3 separate regions of the Sus scrofa genome follow, and regions 2 and 3 are each linked to region 1. The links are chromatin contacts, called in public HiChIP or PLAC-seq maps. All regions are on one chromosome and are shown on one strand. Each heading gives the region's core, a stretch centred on a gene start, on an enhancer-like site or on the middle of the called end of the contact. The rest is flanking DNA. Distances are from core to core; before and after follow the strand shown. Region 1 has its middle 85 kb from the start of TRPM1. Region 2 has its middle 91 kb from the start of KLF13. Region 3 overlaps OTUD7A (OTU domain-containing protein 7A).

The links. HiChIP or PLAC-seq counts read pairs in DNA pulled down with a chosen protein or histone mark.
Region 2: an H3K27ac HiChIP or PLAC-seq map of skeletal muscle shows a contact between it and region 1, with 3 times the contacts expected there. The contact joins two enhancer-like sites. A contact is called at or near these places in 1 of 47 Hi-C or Micro-C datasets (embryonic fibroblasts) and 1 of 2 datasets of contacts at active chromatin or transcription factors (skeletal muscle).
Region 3: a contact with region 1 is called in an H3K27ac HiChIP or PLAC-seq map of skeletal muscle, with 6 times the contacts expected there. The contact joins two enhancer-like sites. A contact is called at or near these places in 14 of 47 Hi-C or Micro-C datasets (alveolar macrophages, brain, embryonic fibroblasts and 8 more) and 1 of 2 datasets of contacts at active chromatin or transcription factors (skeletal muscle).

The regions. Positions count from the first base shown.
Region 1 is chr1:143,631,686-143,635,848 of Sscrofa11.1, forward strand. No RefSeq gene overlaps it. Among named protein-coding and RNA genes, the nearest start is that of TRPM1, 85 kb to the right of the region's middle. Within about 2 kb of position 2,651, at least 72 of the 83 cell types and tissues checked have an H3K27ac peak or open chromatin away from gene starts, as enhancers often do. A contact at or near this core is called in embryonic fibroblasts, mesenteric adipose tissue, omental adipose tissue and 2 more, where this site is marked.
Region 2 is chr1:143,447,492-143,451,585 of Sscrofa11.1, forward strand. No RefSeq gene overlaps it. Among named protein-coding and RNA genes, the nearest start is that of KLF13, 91 kb to the right of the region's middle. Within about 2 kb of position 2,455, at least 11 of the 83 cell types and tissues checked have an H3K27ac peak or open chromatin away from gene starts, as enhancers often do. A contact at or near this core is called in skeletal muscle, where this site is marked.
Region 3 is chr1:143,413,909-143,418,333 of Sscrofa11.1, forward strand. It overlaps OTUD7A (OTU domain-containing protein 7A), which reads left to right. Exons shown (of 15, transcript XM_021098720.1): 13 at 1,435-1,549; 14 at 1,709-1,793; 15 at 2,880-4,425. The coding sequence ends at 4,328. Among named protein-coding and RNA genes, the nearest start is that of KLF13, 120 kb to the right of the region's middle. Within about 2 kb of position 3,148, at least 39 of the 83 cell types and tissues checked have an H3K27ac peak or open chromatin away from gene starts, as enhancers often do. A contact at or near this core is called in embryonic fibroblasts, mesenteric adipose tissue, omental adipose tissue and 2 more, where this site is marked.

The DNA.
Region 1 (4,163 bases), core at 1,401-3,900:
ATGGACGCAGCTCGGATCCTGCGTTGCTGTGGCTCTGGTGTGGCTACAGCTCTGGTTGGACCCCTGGCCTGGGAGCCTCCATATGCCACGGGAGCGGCCCAAGAAATGGCAAAAAAGACAAAAAAAAAAAAAAAAAGGTAAAAATTTGACTAGAAAAAAATTAATTTCCATTAAAATAAAAAAAAAAATGAAAAAAGAGTTGTAACTAATACATTCTCTAGGATGAAAGCCACCCCAAACAAAATGAAGAGATAAGACACTGACAACAAAAAATTATCTGTCATGCAAATAATCATCTAAAGGATAAAGTGCTTAATATGCAAAATTCCTAGAAAGTCATATGAAGACAAAGAACTTTAAGGTATAGGTGTCTGTGTGTGTGTGTGTGTGTGTGTGAGAGAGAGAGAGAGAGGGAGAGAGAGAGAAAGCTGGAAGAGTTGAAGTTACAGTTGGAATTCCTTCATGTTCAGGAGATGTCTTTTTTTTCCTTCTAAGACTTTCAACTGATTGGGTGCGGCCCACCCATATTATGATGTGCAATCTGCTTTACTTTAAATGTAAAAGTCTGCTAACTTAATTGTTAAGCTCATCTAAAAAAATATCTTCACAGAAACATCTAGAATCATGCCTAACCAGATAGCTGGGCACTGCTGCCCAGCAAAGTAAACACATAAAACTACACACTGCAGTTTCTTTCTAGATTACCATTCTGAGAGGAGGAGCAGCTGGGCTCCTGATGGCTACTCAGGGCCCCAGACTCCTTCCCTCCTGTTGCTCACTGACCATGAGGGCACTGCTCCCTCCCAGAAGGGCTGCTGCCACAGCCAGACTCTAGGCAGCATGGAGAGGGGCCCAGGCACTAAAGTGGCTTCCACCTCAAGTCTCCTTTCCTCCATTGGTGAGAACTACTCACCAACTACTTCATGAAAACTTCGTAACTACTATCATGAAAACACACTCAACAGCAAGGCTGTCTGGGAAGCATCAGCTCAGCAGCCTCTGTCCAGTGGCAGATCTGTTATCCTAGAGGAAAGGGAGAATGCATTTTATTTGAAGAAGATCTAATTGAAATCCACAAAATGCTTTTTCTTTTCTTATTTTCTTTTTCCCATCATATTGGCAGACATTTTTAAGTTTGCCAATAACCAGCTGTATGTAGAAGTTAGGACAATTCTTAATCTACAGCAACAACTGTTTTCTTTCTTTTTTCTTTTTTTCTTTTTATGGCCACCTGTGGTATATGTAAGTTCCCAGGCTAGGGTCAAATCAGGGGGTGGAACAGCTGCAACTGCAGGCCTAGGTCGCAGCCATGGCAACACTGGATCTGGCTGCATCTGTAACTATGTCACAGCTTGTGGGCAATGCCAGATCCTTAGTCACTGAGTGAGGCCAGGGGTCTAACCTGAATCCTCACAGAAACATCAGGTCCTTAACCCATTAAGCCACAGGGGAACTCTCAGCAACAACTACTTTCAATAAGAAAGGATTCTATTTTTGAGGGTGCCCTGATGATCTTCAGGATATGAGGGGAAAAGCCAGGAAAATGAGTGGAGTCAAGAGGCTTCTGCAGACCAATGGTGGAAGAAGCAGGCTTGCTCAGCCACAACCACCAGCAGGGGACACTGATGCCACAACTGGATAAGGCCAGGGTGAGGCCAATGCCTCCAGCAGTATCACTGCATACCCTTTTTTAGACTCAGCTCTGATGCTCAGGACCCTGGGATTCTCAGCCCAAATGTCCCTATGCCCATTCCCAGGGCCTGTGCTGCCTCTTCCCCTTGTCTGGGGGTTTCCTTTTTCCTGAAAGGTTTTGCTTCCTCCTAAGGTGTGGCGGGGGGAGGTCAAGTGTGGAGTTTGGCCTGCCAGATGGCTGGCTGACAGAAGGCAGGGGATGGGGGTCAAGTACAAGATGCAGTGGTGGCAGCCTGAGCCCTGGACCCCTTAGGTCTAGAAGGGCTTCACCCTTCACGCATTTCAACATCTCCTCCAGGGCTGGCCTAGGACCCAGAAGAGAGACAAGGGTGAGGTCTCCTGCCTCCATCTTCCTCCCGCTCACCCCGCCTCCTCCCCTGCCCCTCCCCCTCCCTCCTCCATCCCCCTTTCTCCTTCTCTCCCCTCTCAATCCTCTTCCCCTTCTCTCCCTTTCACTTCCTTTCTTAGTCCTCCTCTCCTCCTCCCCTCCGGCCCCCCTTGCTCCTTCTACAGTCTCCAGCCCGCCCCCACCCCTCCTCCTGCCCCTCCCCTCTCCAGTCCCTCTCAATCCTTCTGCCCTGCTTTTTCAACCCCCTCCAACCTGCCGCGTCTCTTTTAACCTCCTCTCTCCTTCCCCTTTCCTCCTCCCCCTTCCCCCCTCCCCCGGCTCCTGCTTCCCCTTCCGCACCCGCTCCTCTCCCCGCGGCAGAGGCGGGGCGGGGCAGTCCGGGCTTCGGCCCCTCCCAGCGGCTCGCACCTGCTCGGCTGCCCCGTTTATTCTCTGCCTGGGGCTCGGCGGGCGGGAGGGAAAGTGGGTCAGCACGGGGCCGTGGCGGCTGCTGATGTCCTTGGAGGGGAGCCCTGGGACTCGTGGTCTCTGCTGGGCGGGAGCAGGAGGAGGCCGCGCCCAATGCCGAGGAGGCGGAGCCGCCGCTGCTCCTTTCCCCGGAGCCCCGAGCTGGGCCAGCGGAGCTGGAAGCTCGGCGTAGCCCGCCTCCCTCCGCGCTGTACAGTCTCTACTGTGACAGGTCCGCGGCGCCCGCACTTCTCCAGACTCCCGCGGTCCGAGGGTCCCCACTCGCGGATGTTGTCCCTGCCACCTCTCCTTGCCCCCTAGCGTCAGCCTCGAGCCTTCGCACCCTGGAGCCTAGCCCTGGAGCGCGCCTTTTCGAGCATCGCTCTCACACCCACAGACCCCAGCACTTCTGCCCAGGTGTGCGGGGGCCCTGGGGAAGACCGCGAGGGAACGGCCCTCTCGACTATCCACTCCGGTCGGTCCTCCTGCCAGTAGCCCTGTAGAGGGTTGCCCAGCTGCTCCCCTCCACCCCAGCAGCTCCCCTCCACCCCAGCAGCCTCGTGAGGCTGCCCCAGGTCCGCCTGCAGACACAGGTCACTGTCCTAGGGCAAGGACTGGTCACGGAGAAGTAAAGGTGACCCGGCCTTCCAGGCATCAGCCCTGGGGGTTTCTCCTGAGCAGTCCCCCACCCTCAGCAAACAGGCAGTGTGTGTGTGTGTGTGTGTGTGTGTGTCGAGTGCTGGCTGCATCCTTGCAAGGCTGCCTTGTCTTATCCTCCCTGTGAACTTCGCCCATGGGACCAGGACTACCATCACCTAACACACGCTGAGCTTTCCCCAATTTGGAGCTCCTCCTGGAGCCTGATTTGTCCTAGTAAGCCCTACACTTTGGTCACCTGGCCCACGTTTCGCCTCAGCCCAGAAGCTTTCCAAATCCTCTCACCTGAACGCTTGTTCCTTCCCTGGTTCTGCTAACACAGTTTGCATCTTTCAGTGACCCTGCCTGGCACTGGCCAGTTTACTGCCTCTGGGAGGCCCACTTCTACAAACGTGGCGCTGGAGCTGAGCTTCTCATCTGGGAAGCAGGAGGCCTGGAGGGGCTCAGGGGTTGCCACAGTCATCCCATAGGCTCCAGGTTTGAGAAGATTTTGCCGTGAGAATCCTGCATTAACAGCATCTCCATTCGTTTCTGCCCTGTATGTATTCACACCAGCCAAAGTCGAGTCTGGGGAGATTCCTCATTAATCTAGACCCAGAGCACAGGATGGGCCCCTCATCTGCAGCCCTGAGGGGTCCATTCTGTGCTCTGGGTTTGGTACATTTGGTACCTCCCAGCCCACCTCTAGGCTATTAGAAGGACTGACATGAGCTCAGGAGCCCTTTCCAAGTCCACTTAGAAGGACACTTGGACACATAGAAGCCTCCCACAGTGAGAGAGGGGAAGGCAGGGAGAAGGCATGGGGAAAAAGGAGAGTCAAGAGAGGAAATTGGTTAAATAGCGATATGTTTCAGTGTCTGGAGAAGAAGGAACTCTGGGAAAACTGTCAAGGGCTGCTCTGCTGGGCATCTGGCCTTTAAGTCAGGCAGGACTGCAGGTGAGGGGCCCATCCTGTCCCTTTCATAGCCCTCCTTGTGAGGAGGGGGAACAGAAGGGTCCCCCAGACCACTCCAGGCAG
Region 2 (4,094 bases), core at 1,205-3,704, 180 kb before region 1:
CCACATGCTGTGGTTGCAGCCAAAAAAAAACGAAAACGTTTCTAAAAGTGAGAAAGATATGGTGTCAAAGTGGATGGTGAGCACATTCACCGGTTTTAAGAAGAGATCAACCTAAATTGTTGTTGTGAATCTAGTTACAAAATTGAATATGAATGCCAAGAATTATGCTTCAGGCTGAAAGTACATAACATCATAATAGTTTCATGCCAATAATTTGGATACAAAAATGCCAGCTAACTGTTTTGTTAAGGAAAAAAGTGAGTGGATGAGAGACCAGGTAAAGAGGAAACTTTTCTAAACTAATCAGTTTTAATATAGGTGATGATCTAATAGAATCCCAATAATAGAATAAAAAATGACTTCCAAAAATGTGTTGGGGGAGGGAAGAATTGAGAGGGTGTATATCTACAATAGATATACACACTACTGTATAACATGACAATTAATGAGAATGTACTGCATAGCACAGGAAAATCTACTCAATAGTTTGTAATAACCTATATAAGAAAAAAGAATGTATATGTTCATATGTGTGACTGATTGACTTTGTTGGACACCTGAAACTCATACAACATTGTAAGTCAACTATACTCCAATAAAATTAAATTTTTAAAAAATCTCCAAAGATAACAAAATATGAGGGTGATAGAGCCTGGATTTGAAGCCAGGTCTCTTGGCTCCACGAAGTATATCTGTAAACGCTGCATGACTCTCCCCTGTAATGACTAGAATCATGGAGGCAACTGGCAGGGGCCCATTTTCCCTCTGATGCTGAGATGATTTTTTGATGGAATTCACAAAATAGATCACATTTTTAAGCACCTTCCTTCTGCCAAAATGACCAAGATGCCCTCAACACTATGCTCATAACCCTGGAGATAATCACCAAAGATAACAAAATCTAGAGATCAAAGGACAGAAAGCAAAGGAAAGAGCAAGACAGCATAAAAATCAGAAAGCATGGAAACGGGATATGTTAAAAGTAAGACTGAGGAGCTTCCTGTGGCCTAGGGATTAAACAATCTGGCGTTGCCACTGCGATGGCTCAGGTTGCTGCTATGGCTCTGGTTGGATCCCTGGTTGGGAAAATTCCACACACCATAGCCACTGGGAAAAAAAAAAAAAAAAAAAGTAAGATCGAGTGTGTCAGAACAGCTGCATAGGTACAGGTTCAATCCCCAGCCCAGCACAGTGAGTTAAGGATCTGGTATAAACGTAGCTGCAGCTTAGGTTGCAATTATGGCTAGGATCTGATCCCTGGCCCAGGAACTCCATATGCTGAAGGGAGTTCCTTCCCAGGAGTCAGCAGTCAAGAAATATTTATAGAGGAGTTCCCATTGTGGCTCAGTGGAAGTGAATCTGACTAGTATCCATGAAGATGCAGGTTCAATCCCTGGCCTCACTCAGTGGGTTAAGGATCCCTCAATGCCATGAGTTTTGGTGTAGGTTTCAGATGCGCCTTGGATCTGGCATTGCTGTGACTGTATTGTAGGCCAGGAGCTATAGCTCTGTCTTGATCCCTAGACTGGGAACTTCCATATGCTGCGAGTGTGGCCCTAAACAAACAAACAAACAAACAAACAAACAGAAAACAACAAAAAAGAAAGAAATATTTATAGAGAGTTCCCGTTGTGGCTCAGCAAAAACGAACCTGACTAGTCCATGAGGACTAGTATCCTGACTAGTATCCTGACTCAGTTCGATCCCTGGCCCCACTCAGTAGATTAAGAATCCAGCATTGCCGTGAGCTGCTGCAGTCTGATCCCAAGTTCCTGTGGCTGTGGTGTAGCCCAGCAGCTGCAGCTCTGATTCAGCCCCTAGCCTGGGAATTTCCATATGCTGGGGGTACAGCCCTTTAAAAGAAAAAAAAAAAGGAAAGAAATATTTATAAAAACAGATTATATATTGGGCCATAGGGAAAACCTCAATAAACACCAAGAGGCAGAAAGTATACCCAAGTTCTAAAACCTCAGTGCAATAAATGTACAAGTTAATAACTACCATTAAATTTTTAAAAGGCACTATGTGCAAATCATACCTTAAATATCTACCCACTTGAAAACTCAAAATAAAAACACTCTCCTAAATAAACGTTGGGTCACAGAAGAAATGGAAACTGCAATTACGTAGATAGGAATGATGAGAAAACTGCCCAGCCAAATTCCCAGGATATGGCCACTGCCTGGGGTCACCTCTGGGCAAGAAGGAATGAATATAAATGAGATGTTTTCAACACAAGACATTAGAAAAAGAGAATAAGATGTGAGGACTGTGTTTTAAAATGTATGCACAAGGATAAAAAGAAACATAAATGAGCTGAACAGAAAAAAAAACCCACTGAGTCTTGATAAATAAAATGAAAGCCTGTTCTATGAAGAGACTCATCCTGCAGGCCAGGGGGCGGGGACAGGAACTCCCCTCCCAGCTGCGGATCTCAGCTGGGCCTTCTCTGCAACCCATTCCTTCCTGCATCTGCCCTGGGACAGCTGGGGTTGAGGCTGAGTGTAAATCAGAATGTGCTGGACTGGTCCCCATGCCAGAGATGCCAAGGGCACTGGAGATTCAAGACCCGGCTGTGAGGCATGTTGTGAAATCCCAGGTACCAATTTGTCCCCTTTCTAAGTCAGCCTAACTAATTAAACTCGTCCTATCTAATTTAACTGCCAGTAACCTTGGATAACCAGACTGGGTCATTTGTTCTTTGTGGATCTCACCTCCTGTTTTCCATTCCCTCCAGTGTAAGGGCCCAGAATAAGGGAATACAGTGGCTCCACAGGCCTTGGCAGCCTGTGACACCCCTCCTACATTCCCCATCACCACCACCCCCTGCCAAGCCTAGATGGCTCTGGCCAAACAAACGTTTCTGTCCTGGCCTACAGCTGCCTGGGGGCAGATGGGGTCTTTAAAACAGCTCTCCCCGATAAGCCCCAGGGGAATTGCAGATTCTTAAGCAAAATAAATGTCATCCTTAAGCCACTAAGTTTTCGGATGATTTGCCCACAACCACAGGGACTGGGAAAGTGCATTGATGTTGAAATTGAAGATGAGTAAGTGTGAATCTCCTGCTGTGCAAAGACGTAAGTGCCTTTGACTGATGTCTGTTATACTTCAGTTAAAAAAAAAAAAAAGGAGTTCCCATCGTGGCTCAGCGGTTAAAGAATCCGACTAGGAATGATGAGGTTGAGGGTTCAATCCCTGGCCTTGCTCAGTGGGTTAAGGATCTGGCGTTGCCGTGAGCTGTGGTGTAGGTCGCAGATGCGGCCCTGATCCTGCATTGCTGTGGCTCTGGCGTAGGCCAGTGGCTACACCTCCAATTAGACCCCTAGCCTGGGAACCTCCATATGCCACGGGAGCGGCCCTAGAAAAGGCAAAAAGACCAAAAAAAAAAAAAAAAAGGAGTTGTTGGAGTTCCCTGGCGGCTCAGTGGGTTAAGGATCCAGCATTGTCGCTTCTGTGATGCGTGTTGGGTCCCTGGCCCAGGAACTTCACATGCTGCAAGTTCAGCCAGAAAGAAAGAAAGAGAGAGAAAGAAAAAGAAAGAAGGAAAGGAAAGGAAAAAAAGAAAGAAAGAGAGAGAGAGAGAGAAAGAAAGAAAGAAAGAAAGAAAGAAAGAAAGAAAGAAAGAAAGAAAGAAAGAAAGAAAGAAAGAAAGAGAAAGAAAGAAACAAAGAAAGAGGAAGGAAGGGAGGAAGGAAGAAAAGAAAATTGTTGGGATAATAATTGATTCCACTAGCACCTGTGGCATATAGAGGTTCCTAGGCTAGGGGTTGAATAGGAGCTACAGCTGCAGGCCTACATCACAGCCACAGAAACAGCAACGCAGGATCCTTAACCCGCTGAGTGAAGCTAGGGATGGAACAGGAAACCTCATGGGTCCTAATCGGATTCGCTTCTGCTATGCCACCGTGGGAGCTACGGTTTAAGTGGTGTCCGCAGCTCAGATCCTGCTTTGCTACGGCTGTGGTGTAGGCCAGCAGCTACAGCTCCGATTGGACCCCTAGCCTGAGAACTTCCATATGCTGTGGGTGCAGCCCTAAAAGATAAATAAGAATAATAATAACTGATACCCATGAGACAATGTTTGTAAAGTGGTT
Region 3 (4,425 bases), core at 1,898-4,397, 220 kb before region 1:
CTTCTCAAGCTGGTGGGACAACAGCAGAGGCAAGAGCCCCCGGTGGAGGTCCCAACAGTGTCTGCTTGTCACACCTGGAGGTGCACTGGGTCCCTGCCCTGCACCCACTTCTACCATCACCAGCATTTGGGAGGGCGGGCCACTCAGGGCAGCGCTCAGGACAGCACCCACTTCTCTCTCCACCAGCCACTGGAAACAGGAAACAAGGCAGCTCCAGCAAACAAAGCAGCTGACCCAACCAAGCCCTGGGCTATGCTGCTCAGCTGGGACTTGAACCTCAGGAGGGGCCTACAGCCCCCACGAAAAGACTGCTGCTCAGAGGGCGGAAATGGGGCTGCCATATTTCTCCCTACCTCCCAACTGCGAGTCAACCCCATCACTAGGGAACTGATCTCAGCTGGCCCACTGCAACTCCAGAAGCCCCCAGTGGATCCTAGACAAACCTGTAAACACCAACCTCTGCCCCAGCCTTTCAGAGGTGGCCAGGATCCCCAGGGGCAGGGGTGGGTTGCAGTCAGGAGTGGTTTTGATGACTCTGTCCCTTGGTGCAGCGAGGGGCCCATCCTTGCCTTCTCTATCTCTTCCCTCCTCAGAAGGCTCATTGGCTGGCCTCTTTGCCTGAGCTTCCTCAGCCTGCTGTTTACCTTATCACCACCTGACAGCAGGAAGTGTATGTCACCTGTGTACTCTGTCCCCGCCTCCCACCCCCAATACAGGAGGTGAGCTCCCTATGACAAAGGGGTATGGGATGTGGGGGTCCCACACTGTCACAGACTTGCTGAATGAACTCACAAATGAGCAGGGGGGTAGGCAGCCCTCACTCTCTGGGAGGAGATGGGAGGGCCTCGCCCTAAAGCCGCACCCCCACCCCAGGTGAACTAGAAGCAGCAGAAGCAATAATACCGTTTCTTTGTCTGCCGCCAGAGGTGGGTATTTCCGGTCTGACAGACCCAAGTTGAGGACAGGTAGTGTGTCCAACTGCTTTTCAGAATCCACAAAAAGTAGGACATTTTAAAAACTATTAGTAGCAGTTTTAAAATATTACCACCTTGGAGTTCCTGGCTCAGTGGTTAATGAACCCGACTAGTATCTGTGAGGACGTGGGTTCTATCCTTGGCCTTGTTCCCTGGGTTAAGGATCTGGCATTAAGGTGAGCTCTGGTGTAGGCCAGCGAGCTGCAGCTCCGTTTTGAGCCCTAGCCTGGGAACCTCCATATGCTGCGGCCCTAAAAAGACAAAAGAATAAAAATAAAATATGTGGCCCTAAAGCTCCCGCTGGCCCAGATGTCCCCTGTACACCTCCATTCCGTTTCCTTAATCACGGAGCCTCCTGGTCTTGGGGCCCATTTCCTGCCCTTTCTCGGGGCTGCGGGAGCACTGACCTCCGTCCTGGCCGGTGGACCACCTGGCACTGGCCTCCCTCTTTTGCGTTCAGCCGTAATCCCCCTGACGGATTCGGAGCACAAGCTGCTGCCTCTGCACTTTGCTGTGGACCCCGGCAAGGACTGGGAATGGGGGAAAGACGACAACGATAACGCCAGGCTGGCACAGTAAGACCCTACCCCTGTGTCCCCCTCCCCCACGCCCTACGGAGCGGGCTGTCGCTGGGCTCCCCGGGGAGGGGCTGGGCGCAGCGCCCCGGCTCCTCTGGAGACGGTCGGCGGGCGGGGCGAGCCGGGACGCGTCTCATTTGGTGTTCCTCTCTCTAGCCTGATCCTGTCGCTGGAAGCCAAGCTAAACCTTCTGCATAGCTACATGAATGTGACGTGGATCCGGATCCCCTCGGAGACCCGGGTAAGCTAGGCGTGCGACGGGAAGAAGCGGCAGGCGGGGCGGCGGCTGCTCATTCTGCTCCGGCAGGAAGGCGGGGGTGCATCCTCCCCAACGCTGACCGCCCAGGTTCCGACTGGAACGCGCGCCTGTCTGCGCGTGCGCCTGCGTGTCTGGCCATAGCAGCGCTCAGGCTAGGTTGTGTGTCTGTGTGTGTGTTTTATTTTTTTGAGGTCCCCTTATCTTCGACAGAAGGAGCGGAATAAACACGCCCACTCAGAAAACAAACCGTAGGCAAGTCGCAACACAAAACTCTGCCCAGCTCGGAACACGATGTGCTGCCACGGAGCGGAATTAATTATAAAAGTGTGTGGGTCCTCGGAAAAGGCAGAGAACCGAGGGCGCGATTCCTTGGCACCCCCCCCTTCCCCTCACTTTCCCTCCCCTCCGAAAAGGCGGTGACAAGGGGGGCTGCCTGCCCCACTTGGCCCCCTCCCCCAGGGAGAACCCATGCTGTCCTCGCCTCCAGATACTAAGACGGATTCGCTTTAAGTATCTGATATTTTTGTGGTCTCAGTGATGGTCTCCCCAAAAGAGATGTTTAAAAGAAAAGCTTATAAGTGAATTTATTCTCCCTAGACATTAGTTTATGTAGCCATAAAGTGGAGCTTATAATTAATATTTTATAAGTGACAGGAGAAGAGCAAATAGGGCAGTGCCCGGCACAATCAGTACCCAGGACAAGCCGGCACCACTCAGAGTGCTTTCATACTTCAGCCTTTACCTGTATTTAATCTTCACTGGGCTCCCTGAGGCAGGTACCGATACCCCTCTTACTAATGGCACAAGTGACAGCTGGTGGCAGTCTGGCTTCGGAGTCCTGCCTCATCTCCACATTGACCTGCCTGTCAATTACTCTGGACGTCCTTGTTTAGCCCTTATGAGGGCTGTGAAGGCAGCAACTCGAGATCTAGAATCAGGAGACTCGGTTGGGACAGGGACAGTGGGGCTGGAGGCAACACAGCGGGGAGGGAGGGATCTGCCTCCATCAGTCCGCTTGGGGACTGCTGATTTCTAACCTCATCCCTTACCTGCCCGCCCCCTCCACAGGCCCCTCTAGCACAGCCGGAGTCCCCGACCGCCTCGGCGGGGGAGGACGTGCAGTCCTTGGCCGATTCACTCGATTCAGACCGCGACTCGGTGTGCAGCAACTCCAACAGCAACAACGGCAAGAACGGCAAGGACAAGGAGAAGGAGAAACAGCGCAAGGACAAGGACAAGACACGAGCGGATTCTGTGGCCAATAAGCTAGGCAGCTTCAGCAAGACGCTGGGTATCAAGCTGAAGAAAAACATGGGCGGCCTGGGCGGCCTGGTGCACGGCAAGATGAGCCGCGCCAACTCCGCCAATGGCAAGCACGGAGACGCGCCTGAGCGCGGCAAGGAGAAGAAGGCCAAGTCGCGCAAGGGCAGCAAGGAGGAGTCCGGCGCCTCGGCTAGCACGTCTCCCTCGGAGAAGACCACGCCGTCGCCCACGGACAGGGCGGCCGGAGCGTCGCCGGCTGACAAGGGAAGTGGACCCCGCGGTGACGCCTGGAAGTACAGCACGGACGTGAAGCTGAGCCTCAACATCCTACGCGCCGCCATGCAGGGCGAGCGCAAGTTCATCTTCGCCGGCCTGCTGCTCACCAGCCACCGGCACCAGTTCCACGAAGAGATGATCGGCTACTACCTGACCAGCGCGCAGGAGCGCTTCAGCGCCGAGCAGGAGCAGCGGCGCCGCGACGCCGCCGCCGCAGCCGCCTCCGCGGCCAAGCGACCGCCGCGCAGGCCGGAGGCGGAAGGCACGCCGGGCCCCGAGCGCGCATCACCCGGCCCGCCGGCCGGGCCGCCCACGCAGTTGGTGCTCAAGCTCAAGGAGCGCCCGAGCCCCGGGCCGGCGGCAGGCACGCGGGCGGCGCGGGCAGCAGCAGGCGGCGCGGCCTCTCCGGGCCCCGGAGGCGGGGGCGCGCGGCGCGTGGGCGCCAGCGGACCGGTTCCCGGCCGCAGTCCGCCTGCGCCGCCTGCGCGCCAGAGTGTTATCCATGTGCAGACGGCGGGCGCGCGGGACGAGGCATGCGCCCCAGCCGTGGGCGCGCTGCGGCCTTGCGCCACATACCCGCAGCAGAACCGCTCGCTGTCGTCGCAGAGCTACAGCCCGGCGCGCGCCGCCGCCCTACGCACCGTCAACACGGTAGAGTCGCTGGCGCGCGCCGTCCCAGGGGCCCTGCCCGGCGCGGCGGGGGCGGTGAGCGCGACCGAGCACAAGTCGCAGACCTACACCAACGGCTTCGGCGCGGCGCGCGAAGGCCTGGAGTTCGCCGACGCCGACGCCGACGCACCGGCCGCGCGCTCGAACGGTGAGTGCGGCCGCGGCGGCCCGGGCGCGGGGCCAGCGCAGCGACGCTGCCAGCGCGAGAACTGCGCGTTCTATGGTCGCGCCGAGACCGAACACTTCTGTTCGTGCTGCTACCGCGAGGAGCTGCGGCGGCGGCGCGAGGCGCGCGCGGCCCGGCCCTGAGCGCGCGCCCGCGGCCCCGCCGCCCAGGATGGCTTCTCCACGCTGTCGGTGTCTCTTTCCGAGCCCTGGTCCACCGGAAGGCCGGAGATCCTCTGTC